Linked DNA regions of Triticum aestivum: region 2 is linked to region 1. The links are chromatin contacts, called in public Hi-C maps. All regions are on one chromosome and are shown on one strand. Each heading gives the region's core, a stretch centred on a gene start, on an enhancer-like site or on the middle of the called end of the contact. The rest is flanking DNA. Distances are from core to core; before and after follow the strand shown. Region 1 holds the start of LOC123189568 (elongator complex protein 3). Region 2 holds the start of LOC123189571 (plant UBX domain-containing protein 1).

What was found. A called contact is a pair of places that touch in the nucleus more often than the background predicts.
Region 2: a contact with region 1 is called in a Hi-C map of leaf, with 6 times the contacts expected there. The contact joins the promoter of LOC123189571 here to the promoter of LOC123189568 in region 1. A contact is called at or near these places in 3 of 5 Hi-C or Micro-C datasets (all in leaf).

What each region holds. Positions count from the first base shown.
Region 1 is chr2A:585,256,590-585,261,285 of IWGSC CS RefSeq v2.1, reverse strand. It overlaps LOC123189568 (elongator complex protein 3), which reads left to right and starts at 2,121. Exons shown (of 9, transcript XM_044602012.1): 1 at 2,121-2,668; 2 at 2,957-3,026; 3 at 3,140-3,312; 4 at 3,415-3,589; 5 at 3,740-3,906; 6 at 4,031-4,250; 7 at 4,341-4,445. The coding sequence starts at 2,181. LOC123189569 (26S proteasome non-ATPase regulatory subunit 6) reads right to left here and starts at 1,990. Exons shown (of 8, transcript XM_044602013.1): 1 at 1,733-1,990; 2 at 1,525-1,639; 3 at 610-700; 4 at 373-518; 5 at 60-279. The coding sequence starts at 1,874.
Region 2 is chr2A:585,602,597-585,607,775 of IWGSC CS RefSeq v2.1, reverse strand. LOC123189571 (plant UBX domain-containing protein 1) reads right to left here and starts at 2,900. Exons shown (of 8, transcript XM_044602015.1): 1 at 2,612-2,900; 2 at 1,179-1,281; 3 at 1,020-1,088; 4 at 819-892; 5 at 1-123. The coding sequence starts at 2,764.

The sequences.
Region 1 (4,696 bases), core at 872-3,371:
TATTCTATCCACATTCAAGTTAAACAAGCACACTTGAAGGAGAAAAGATGAATACGTACCTTTTGTTTCAGTGATACGCGGTCCAATGTGATAACACTTGTAAGGACCGTGTAAAAGATGAAGGTATCATAGGGGAACAACTCATAAGTTGTGAAAGTTGAAACGGAATCCAAAAATAAGCTAGTAGCCTTCTTGAAATTTCTAGCGGCCATGCAGTACAAGCCTTCGTACACTTTCAATCTGTTCTTCCTCTCCCAATCACCACCCTCTTCAAACAAGCTTCGATCAGGAAAGGAGGTTGCTCAGTATTACACATCATAATGCAAAACAAGTACAGTAGCAAATAGCTAAACTACAAGACTTCATACTTACATTTTGGCCTTGTCAACGGACTTTGAGATGAGATCAAAGTCCATATGGAAAAGGCCAATCTGTAAAGTGTAGAAAACAAGATCCATCTTCTGCCCCACAGCTACAGTTTTGCCTTCAGTAACTTTAAGCTGCTCCAGCGCTTTTTCCTGAAATTTTGGATATTTAGGTCAGAAGAAAATATCTAAAACATATAACGAAAACCTAACACGGTGGAAGACATTAGATATGTAGACATGCCTTCTCGCCAACCCTTATGAAGTACAAGGATTTGGCTAGATGGGCTTCACGCACTTCACTCTCACCCAAATTCTCTTCAGCATCCGCGATCCTTTATGCATAGATAGTTGAATGATATTAAGCAGTAGAAGCCAAGAACAAAACCAACATAATGCAGATTCAGATGAAACAGAAGGTGGGAAAAAGAAGCGATACACTTCACAAGTTCAGAGTCTAGATAACAAGAGTGCACATTTTCAATCTTTGCAGAAAAAATTCTGACTGCTTAAACTGCAGACCTTTCTGGAGACCAGTAATTTGTTTGTGTACACATCAATTCTCTATTTACTATCAGCTGCTGTTCCACTACTGATCTAGATGGTTGTCCATCAGTAACCTTAAACCAGCACATTTTAGTATGCCCTTCATATCTCATGATATCAATCAGGGTCTGTCTAGGACACATCTAGATGTGACATAGCCTGATGTCCACTATGTTTGTGGTCTATTTTTTTTTTGTCCCAGCTTTTTTTTTTGTTCCTTGTTGCTGCCTTATTTGTGGGAGCTTAGATGACATCCTTAGAAAATATTTAGATGTGAATTAGACAAACTGTATCAATATTATAGGAAAAAGAAATTTGGTAGTACTAGTAGTTTTTAAGACATCCAAATTTGGCAATATTGGAAGGGCGAATACTAGTTAGTACTAGTTATTATAATGCTGAGAAACAACAGGAGCATCAAGAACAAATGAAGAATTGCACAATCACAGTCTAGAGCTCGTAACACTGTGGGTTTCTAAGGGCTAAATTATCAGATAATCTATATGGAGTGGTCAAACTATGTTAGATGTATCGACGGCAGGAGTATTTGAAACCCTAGAAAGTAGCCTGAAATTCGAGCATGAAAAAGGATAGGCCGGAGAGATCCACTCACTTCTCGTCGAACTTCTTGGTCTCCTCCTCGATCCGGCCGCGCATCTCCGCGAGCAGCGCCGCGTCCATCTCCAGCACGCCGTCGGCCGCCAGCGACTCGTACAGCGCCGCCATGTCTGGAAAAAACAAGCGCATCGGATCGAATCAGACCACCCTAAACCGACCCACGGGTGAGGAAGCAGATTCGAGGAGGAGGCGGGGTTTGGTACCATCGGATTTCACTGCGGCGAGGACGTCATCGCGGAGGCCGACCTTGGCGAGGTCGTCCACGTCTGGCTGCGAGAGGAGGAACAGCTTGTGCGCCAGAACCAGCTGCGGCTGCTGCTTCCCTTCCTCGCCGCCGCCGTCCATCTCGCCGCCGCACGCTCGCCTCGCCGCGCTTTGCTTCTGCCGCAAGAGATGGGGGGAGAGAGCAGAGCAGAGCAGAGGAGAAAGGATTTTCCCGTGAGCAGAAGGATTTAATTACTGGCCTATACTAGTTTACATTCTGGTTCGACGTGTATTAATCGGCACCGTCCGTTCGCGATCTGACGGCTGTGCTGGGCGGAGAAGGGTCGAACCGGCCGGTAGAGAAGGCAAAGGCCAGACACCGACCGAGCCCAACTCCAGTTTCGTCCCTCCGAGGCCAAAAAAAACCCTTCGCCGAAACCCTTCCCGATGGCCGCCGCCGTAGCCGCGGCCGCGGCCGACCAGCCGCGCCGCCGGAAGCCGACGCCGGGGCGCGGGGGCGTGGTGCTGCCCGCGGGGCTCTCCGAGGAGGAGGCGAGGGTGCGGGCCATCGCGGAGATCGTGTCGGAGATGGGCGAGCTCTCGCGCCGCGGGGAGGACGTGGACCTCAACGCGCTCAAGTCGGCCGCGTGCCGCCGCTACGGGCTCGCCCGCGCGCCCAAGCTGGTGGAGATGATCGCCGCCGTGCCGGAGGCGGACCGCGCGGCGCTGCTGCCCCGCCTGCGCGCCAAGCCCGTGCGCACGGCCTCGGGCATCGCGGTGGTCGCCGTGATGTCCAAGCCGCACCGGTGCCCCCACATCGCCACCACGGGGAACATCTGCGTCTACTGCCCGGGAGGCCCCGACTCCGACTTCGAGTACAGCACCCAGTCCTACACTGGATACGAGCCCACCAGCATGCGCGCTATCCGGGCAAGGTGATTTACTACTACTAATGCTGTTAACACATTGTTAGAAATACAAAATGCATGCTTCAGTTTGCATTGCAATTGAATCCTTCCTATGTGACTGAAAATTGTGTCTCATTGGACTGTTAATTAGTGCAAACAAGGTTTCACTAGTGATCTATTTGATCTCTGCGCATAAAAATCTAATAGCCACAGGTTGTGTTGAGCGATGTATCTATACAAGTACTCTTATCATTTTGACTGCTTTCTAGAGATGCTTTTGAAAATGTATTTACCGATCTGGAGTTGCAATTGTAGGTACAATCCATATGTGCAGGCCAGAAGCAGGATAGATCAGCTCAAAAGGCTCGGTCATAGTGCGGATAAGGTTTGTCCCTAGCCCAAGAAACTATTTCATCTTGCTTTGAGTGATTTCATGCTCAATCTACTTATACTTGATGCATTCTAAGTGCAAGGTAATTCAAATATACTCTTTTGCAGGTCGAGTTCATTTTGATGGGTGGGACTTTCATGTCTTTACCAGCTGATTATCGTGATTATTTCATCAGAAATCTCCATGATGCTTTATCGGGGCATACTTCTGCTAATGTTGAGGAGGCGGTTTGTTATTCAGAACATAGTGCTGTCAAATGTATCGGTATGACAATTGAGACGTAAGGGTCGTTCAACATATATCCATTCTTCTTGGTTGCATTTGAAAAAATCCCCTGTTATTTTTCCCATGAAACAACATCTAATTAGTCTTTTTATTCCAGGAGACCTGATTATTGCCTGGGGCCTCATTTGCGGCAGATGCTATCTTATGGATGTACCCGCTTAGAAATTGGTGTTCAGAGTACATATGAGGATGTTGCACGTGACACAAACAGAGGCCACACTGTAGCTGCTGTTGCTGATTGTTTTTCATTAGCAAAAGATGCTGGTTTTAAGGTTATTGCTCACCGGCCTGCTAATTCCTCTTGTTCAATTCATTTCCTTGTTGCTTGAACAGTAGGTTGGTAGCATCAGAATGAGGTGTCTTCTAGCTTGGATTATGACTTGCGCAGTTGTCCTAATAAATGATGATTTACCTGTTGATAGGTGGTTGCGCACATGATGCCAGATTTACCTAATGTTGGAGTTGAGAGAGATATGGAAAGTTTCAGAGAATTTTTTGAAAATCCAGCATTCCGAGCAGATGGTCTAAAGATCTATCCAACTCTTGTGATTCGTGGAACTGGTCTTTATGAGCTATGGAAAACTGGAAGGTACTATATTTATCCAGCGCTTGATATTTTATTTCCTGCTTGATCTTATGATCAGTCTTTCGGTTCTAAAGTTTGAGAGTGAGAATTGAGAACTTATATACTGGTGACATCTGTTGTGTTGCAGGTATAGAAACTACCCACCAGAGCTGCTAGTGGATATTGTAGCAAGGATTTTGTCGATGGTACCACCATGGACACGAGTCTATCGGGTCCAGAGAGATATCCCTATGCCACTTGTTACTTCCGGTGTCGAGAAAGGTAACCTGCGTGAGCTTGCTTTGGCTCGAATGGAAGACTTGGGCTTGAAATGCAGAGATGTCAGAACACGTGAGGCTGGAATTCAGGTAAATATGGGGCTCTGTGAAGTCACTGCCATGTGCTTCTAATTGATTAAGGATGTATCCTCATCTTTCTTGTTGTGCTTCTCCACACAGGATATCCATCACAAGATCAGGCCTGATGAAGTAGAGCTTGTCAGGCGTGATTATGCCGCAAATGACGGCTGGGAGACCTTTCTCTCGTATGAGGATACACGACAGGTACTCAATATCTCGGATGGGATGTGAAAATATGATATGGTTTATGCTGCATTCCTAAATAGGCATGGATTTTTCCAATGTAATCATGGTCAATTCCCTTTTACATGGGTTGGATTTTTTTAAACTTATTATCCACGTAGTTATTGCCTTGTTGGTTTCACTTGTACCAAGAAAGTTTTAATCTGTTCTGCTTGTATAGTGTGCTCCTGAGATTGCTACTGTTGCATAGAGTTTATCACCAGGCCCCTTAT
Region 2 (5,179 bases), core at 1,651-4,150, 350 kb before region 1:
GAATGGCAGGTCTGGTCTAGCAATTACTTTCATGAGAAGATCCACCAGACTATGTACCGTCTCTGATGGATGGAACTCAGCCTCAAGAATGTAACCATCAGGGAATCGAACCCTCGCCACTGCCTACAGTTAAGAAGGTTAGCAACAAAATGGAATTTGCCCTGAAACTAGATTCAGAGAGGGACGAACACATAAACCAATTAAATGAGGATGACACAGGGAACTTTCTACTACTAAATTAGTAATACTGAATTAATAAGGAAAGGCAAAAGAAGCTACTTTGAAATATAAATACTCCCTCCGTTTCTTTTTAGTCCGAGTATAAGGTTTGGTAAAAGTCAAGTTTTTAAAAGTTTGACTAACTTTGTATTGAAAAATATCATCATTCACAATATGAAATCAATATTGTCAGATGCACCATGAAATGTATTTTCATACTACTATATAGTTTTAGTATTATATATGTTCATATTTTTCGATATAAATTTGGTCAAATTTTGTGTAGTTTGACTTTGACCAAATTTTATACGTGGAGTAAAAAGAAACGGAGGGAGTAATCCAAACAATGTGCATCATTTGAAGTATTTCTTCATAGGATTTCACATGCCAGCAGCTAGACTTTGCAGATATATTTATTCTACGAAACAAATTTTCCCTTAGAACATGTCCGGAGGTACTGTTAATATAAGGCTAGATAAAATCAATAAGCAAAATACAATGAGCTAGAAGATGAAAAGTGGTATTAGTACAAGTGCTATGCCACTCCTACATAATCATAATAATTAAACAGTAGCATAGTGCATCATATTCCTTCCTACCTTTGTTAGCCTTGCTCGTTGAGCAGCAAGTTCTGCTTCCCTTATTTTACGAGTCTTCAGAACTTTCGATTGTTCTGCAAGGTGTCAAATTTTAAACATTGTTACAGTTAAGAAATTAGAAAGCTTGGACAATGCCAAGTAGGATGTTTAAGTAATAAATGTAAATGTTCCCAGACAATATCAAGAGAGTATTTAAGTAACCTGCAAGCCTATTTGAAATCAACTTGTAATAATCACTAGGCTGAAGCTCATAAAAGTCATCGTCTTCCTCTGCATGAACCATGTTTTCATGTCACAATGCAATTACCATAAAGACACATAATAGAATTGAGTAAAGCAAAAGCAAGTAAAAGGATTTACCCTGATCTGCCTTGGCCAATTTGCTAGTCATTAGCTCAAATGTTGTGCTTGTAAATATCCGGATCTCATGTCCAAGCTCTTGTGACACTGCTTTCAGCTTGTCCTGTGATTTTGAAGAAAATGTAGTTGTCAGACTTCATTTTACGTTTTACTTTTCTATTCATGGAAAATCATAACACAGAGGTTCTGACCAAAGAAGAACAGTCTTTCATGGGCAGATGAATACAAGTGCTACAACTGATTGTTTTACACTTCATATAATTATCAACCTATCGATGATTTGGACACAAAGTATAAACCAACCGCCTGAGCAGAAAAGTCTACAGACTCATGGGTGCTTATTCGAAAAAGGATCAATGTGAGAAAAAATACGGCACAAAAATGTATTCGAAATGAAGCCACAGATGTCTTTCTGAAGTTCAAAGACAGCTTTCGATTATATTTGACACCAGAGGGCACACAATTACGAATAATTGAGCATCTATCACAGGGCAAGCAAAAGAGTATTGATGTTGTCAATAACAAGTTGACAGCATGTAGGTTTCAGCCATTACGGTGTTTTGCAGAGCACCTGGCAGCCTCCCTCCAAACTTGTCCCAAGATACAGTACTGCTTTTCTGCCAATCAACCGATAACCATATATGCCTAGCACGACCAAGGCATTGTGAGAACATAAAGAGCTTCACGTAGACGAAGCTACAGATGGCCCCTAAACTTGTCATGGCCATCAATGTTCATACAGACAGAATCTCTCAAATGCAAACCATAGAGGCTACAGCATGCCGTGGTAAAATGTTAATCCTTCAGTTTCAAGTATGTTGCCAGCAATCTCACACAAAGAAACAATAACAGGCACTTCATTTGCTGGGATCTACAAAATCTTTTTGGACCTTAACAGATCTACAGAGCCTATTTCCCCCTTGAAACCTCGTGCTGCCAACAGCAATAAAGACGAACCCTCAATTGAAAGAACCCATTGATTAAAACCTAGGTCAAAGAACTCGTCTTCCGCAAGGCATACATCCAGCCAGGCGGATTCCCCAATCACCCACCATGCGGCTGTACAAGTATGGAATCACTCCTCCATACACAAAGTTGGCAGGTAAAGAAGCATCAAGAACTGCAATCTCTAGCACAACGCACCAATGCCCACGAACCAGCGCACCATCTCGGCGCCCTTTCCAGCCAAGAACGCCCCGCTAAGATGCTAACCCCCGACGCAAAGAATCAGGAAAGAGCGCGCCCACCGCCCGATCCCAGGCGCGAATCCTCGCTTTACGCCGCCCATCCCGCCGCCAAGAACTCCGCCCCCCACCCAAGATCGCGCGGCCTTCACCGTACCCATCCCTCCAAGAACTCCACCCCGCCAAAGAACTCGCCCAAGAAACCCAAGAGACGGAGGCGCGAGAGGGAGGTAGGGAGGGGAGATGTACCGGAACCCGGGGCGGCGCCTGCTGCTCCGGGCGCGTCTCCTCCTCGTCGAGATCCATGGACAGCAGCAGCTCGAGCCCTCCCTCGTCCTCCACCCTTTTCCGGCGCCTGGAGCAGAGGAGGAGAGGGTTTATTTGGGGGTACTCTGCTTCCATCGGGGTCGGACACGGCCTTCGTGGCACCGTCAGGGAACCGGCTTCGTGACGGGGCACCGCGGGGGGGAGGTCAGGTGGGGCCTCGGCTGCAGGTCGGGTCGGGTCTGGTAAAGGTACTGGTGCTGGTGCATGCAGGCGCGTGACCGTAGCCCCTTTTATACTGGTTTGTGTGGCACGGTGGGGGGCGCGGCCGAGTTGCGGAGTCTGACACCCGGGCCCCGGGCGAGTGGTGAATCTTTTCGTGGAAGATATCGTTTTCTTTTTGCCGGATTTTATTGGAAGATATGTGGGGGCCACAAAGAAGTGGCCCTGAGTCCTGTTTGGAACGCGGGTAAAATATATTATATGAATGGTGTAAAACATCGGAGCGAGAAAGGTAAGTATAGGTAAATCATAGAAATGGAAACTATTGAATAATATTCAATTGCTGGTGTGCTGGAAGTGAGGGTTTTTTAATTTAAATTAAAGAGGAAAAAACCAATGTTGATCGTTTCATTTGTAGGGTTAGATTTTTTTTGGATTTTTTCTCTTAGGATTCATCTGCGTTTAAGTATAGATAAATCAGAGGAATGGAAACTATTGAATAATATTCAATTGTTGGTGTGCGGGAAGCGAGGGTTGTTTAATTTAAAGAGGAAAAAAAACTATGTTGATCGTTTCATTTCATTTGTAGGGTTAGATTCTTATGATTTTTTTTCTCTTATGATTCATTTGCGTTTTATTTTGAAAGGAAAGTATAGGTAAATTAGAGGAATGGAAGTGAGGGTTCTTTGATTTGGTGCGTTTGGTTGTTGGGCTATCCCACCCCGAGACAAGGGTAGCCCTTTTTTTGTCTAAACGCTAGTTGTTTGGTTCATGGATGGGAAAGAGTAGAGCTACCTGGATGCTAGGAATATTCTTTTAAAAGGAGGCCTCCGCCTAGCCGCGAAAATCTCACACAAATAGGCATCCGTTGCATACGACACAAAGGCAACCCACGAAATATTTTTACATGACCCTCTCATTTCGTTCAACTCCCACAAAAAGTCAACCCTATCCCTTCCTCCACTATCTTAGCCTGGGCGTTCAACTTTACCCAAACAATCAGGTCGGGTAAAAAAGATTCAGGTTTCCAAAATTAACACCCAAAAAATCCTTAAAAAAATAGCTACCCAACAATTCGGGTGCCCGAAAATTTGGTTCGGGTAGCCTTGATTACCCGAAATATGGCATGGTGAGAAAAACATTGGCTCTAGATGTGGAAATGTCGAATGAGAACATGGGTTGGTTGTGGTGTCGCATCGGATAAGATGGAGGCTTTTGTCGTCACTGGAGCTCATCCACGGGGTGCAAGTTGGCCTAGGACGAGACGATCGGCACATGGTTCCAGGTGGCGCGCAACGTCTGGTTGTAGGCGACACAGTGGCTAGGTAGAGCAGCAGTGCACTGGGACCTGCGAGAGCAGAAGGCTTCGCGTTGCAAGGCATTGTGGCGGTTAATGGTCACTGCGTGGGAGGCATGGAGGTGGTGGTTGCATCATGGACTGGTGGTGGTGTTGCCTGTGGAGGCTGGGAGATGGGAAACTGGGGTCGGGTCGAGGTCGGGAATGACCGAATGTTGGAAATATGCCCTAGAGGCAATAATAAATTAGTTACTATTATATTTTCTTGTTCATGATAATTGTTTATTATCCATGCTAGAATTGTATTGATAGGAAGCTCAGATACATGTGTGGATACATAGACAACACCATGTCCCTAGTAAGCCTCTAGTTGACTAGCTCGTTGATCAATAGATGGTTACGGTTTCCTGACCATGGACATTGGATGTCATTGATAACGGGATCACATCATTAGAAGAATGATGTGATGGACAAGACCCAATCCTAAGCATAGCACAAGATCGTGTAGTTCGCATGCTAAAGCTTTTCTAATGTCAAGTATCATTTCCTTAGACCATGAGATCGTGCAACTCCCGGATATCGTAGGAATACTTTGGGTGTGCCAAACGTCACAACGTAACTGGGTGGCTATAAAGGTGCACTATGGGTATCTCCGAAAGTGTCTGTTGGGTTGGCACGAATCGAGACTGGGATTTGTCACTCCGTGTGACGGAGAGGTATCTCTGGGCCCACTCGATAGGACATCATCATAATGTGTACAATGTGATCAAGGAGTTGATCACGGGATGATGTGTTACGGAACGAGTAAAGAGACTTGCCGGTAACGAGATTGAACAAGGTATCGGGATACCGACGATCGAATCTCGGGCAAGTACAATACCGCTAGACAAAGGGAATTGTATACGGGATTGATCGAACCCTCGACATCGTGGTTCATCCGATGAGATCATTGTGGAACATGTGGGAACCAACATGGGTATCCAGATCCCGCTGTTGGTTATTGACCGGAGGACGTCTCGGTCATGTCTGCATGG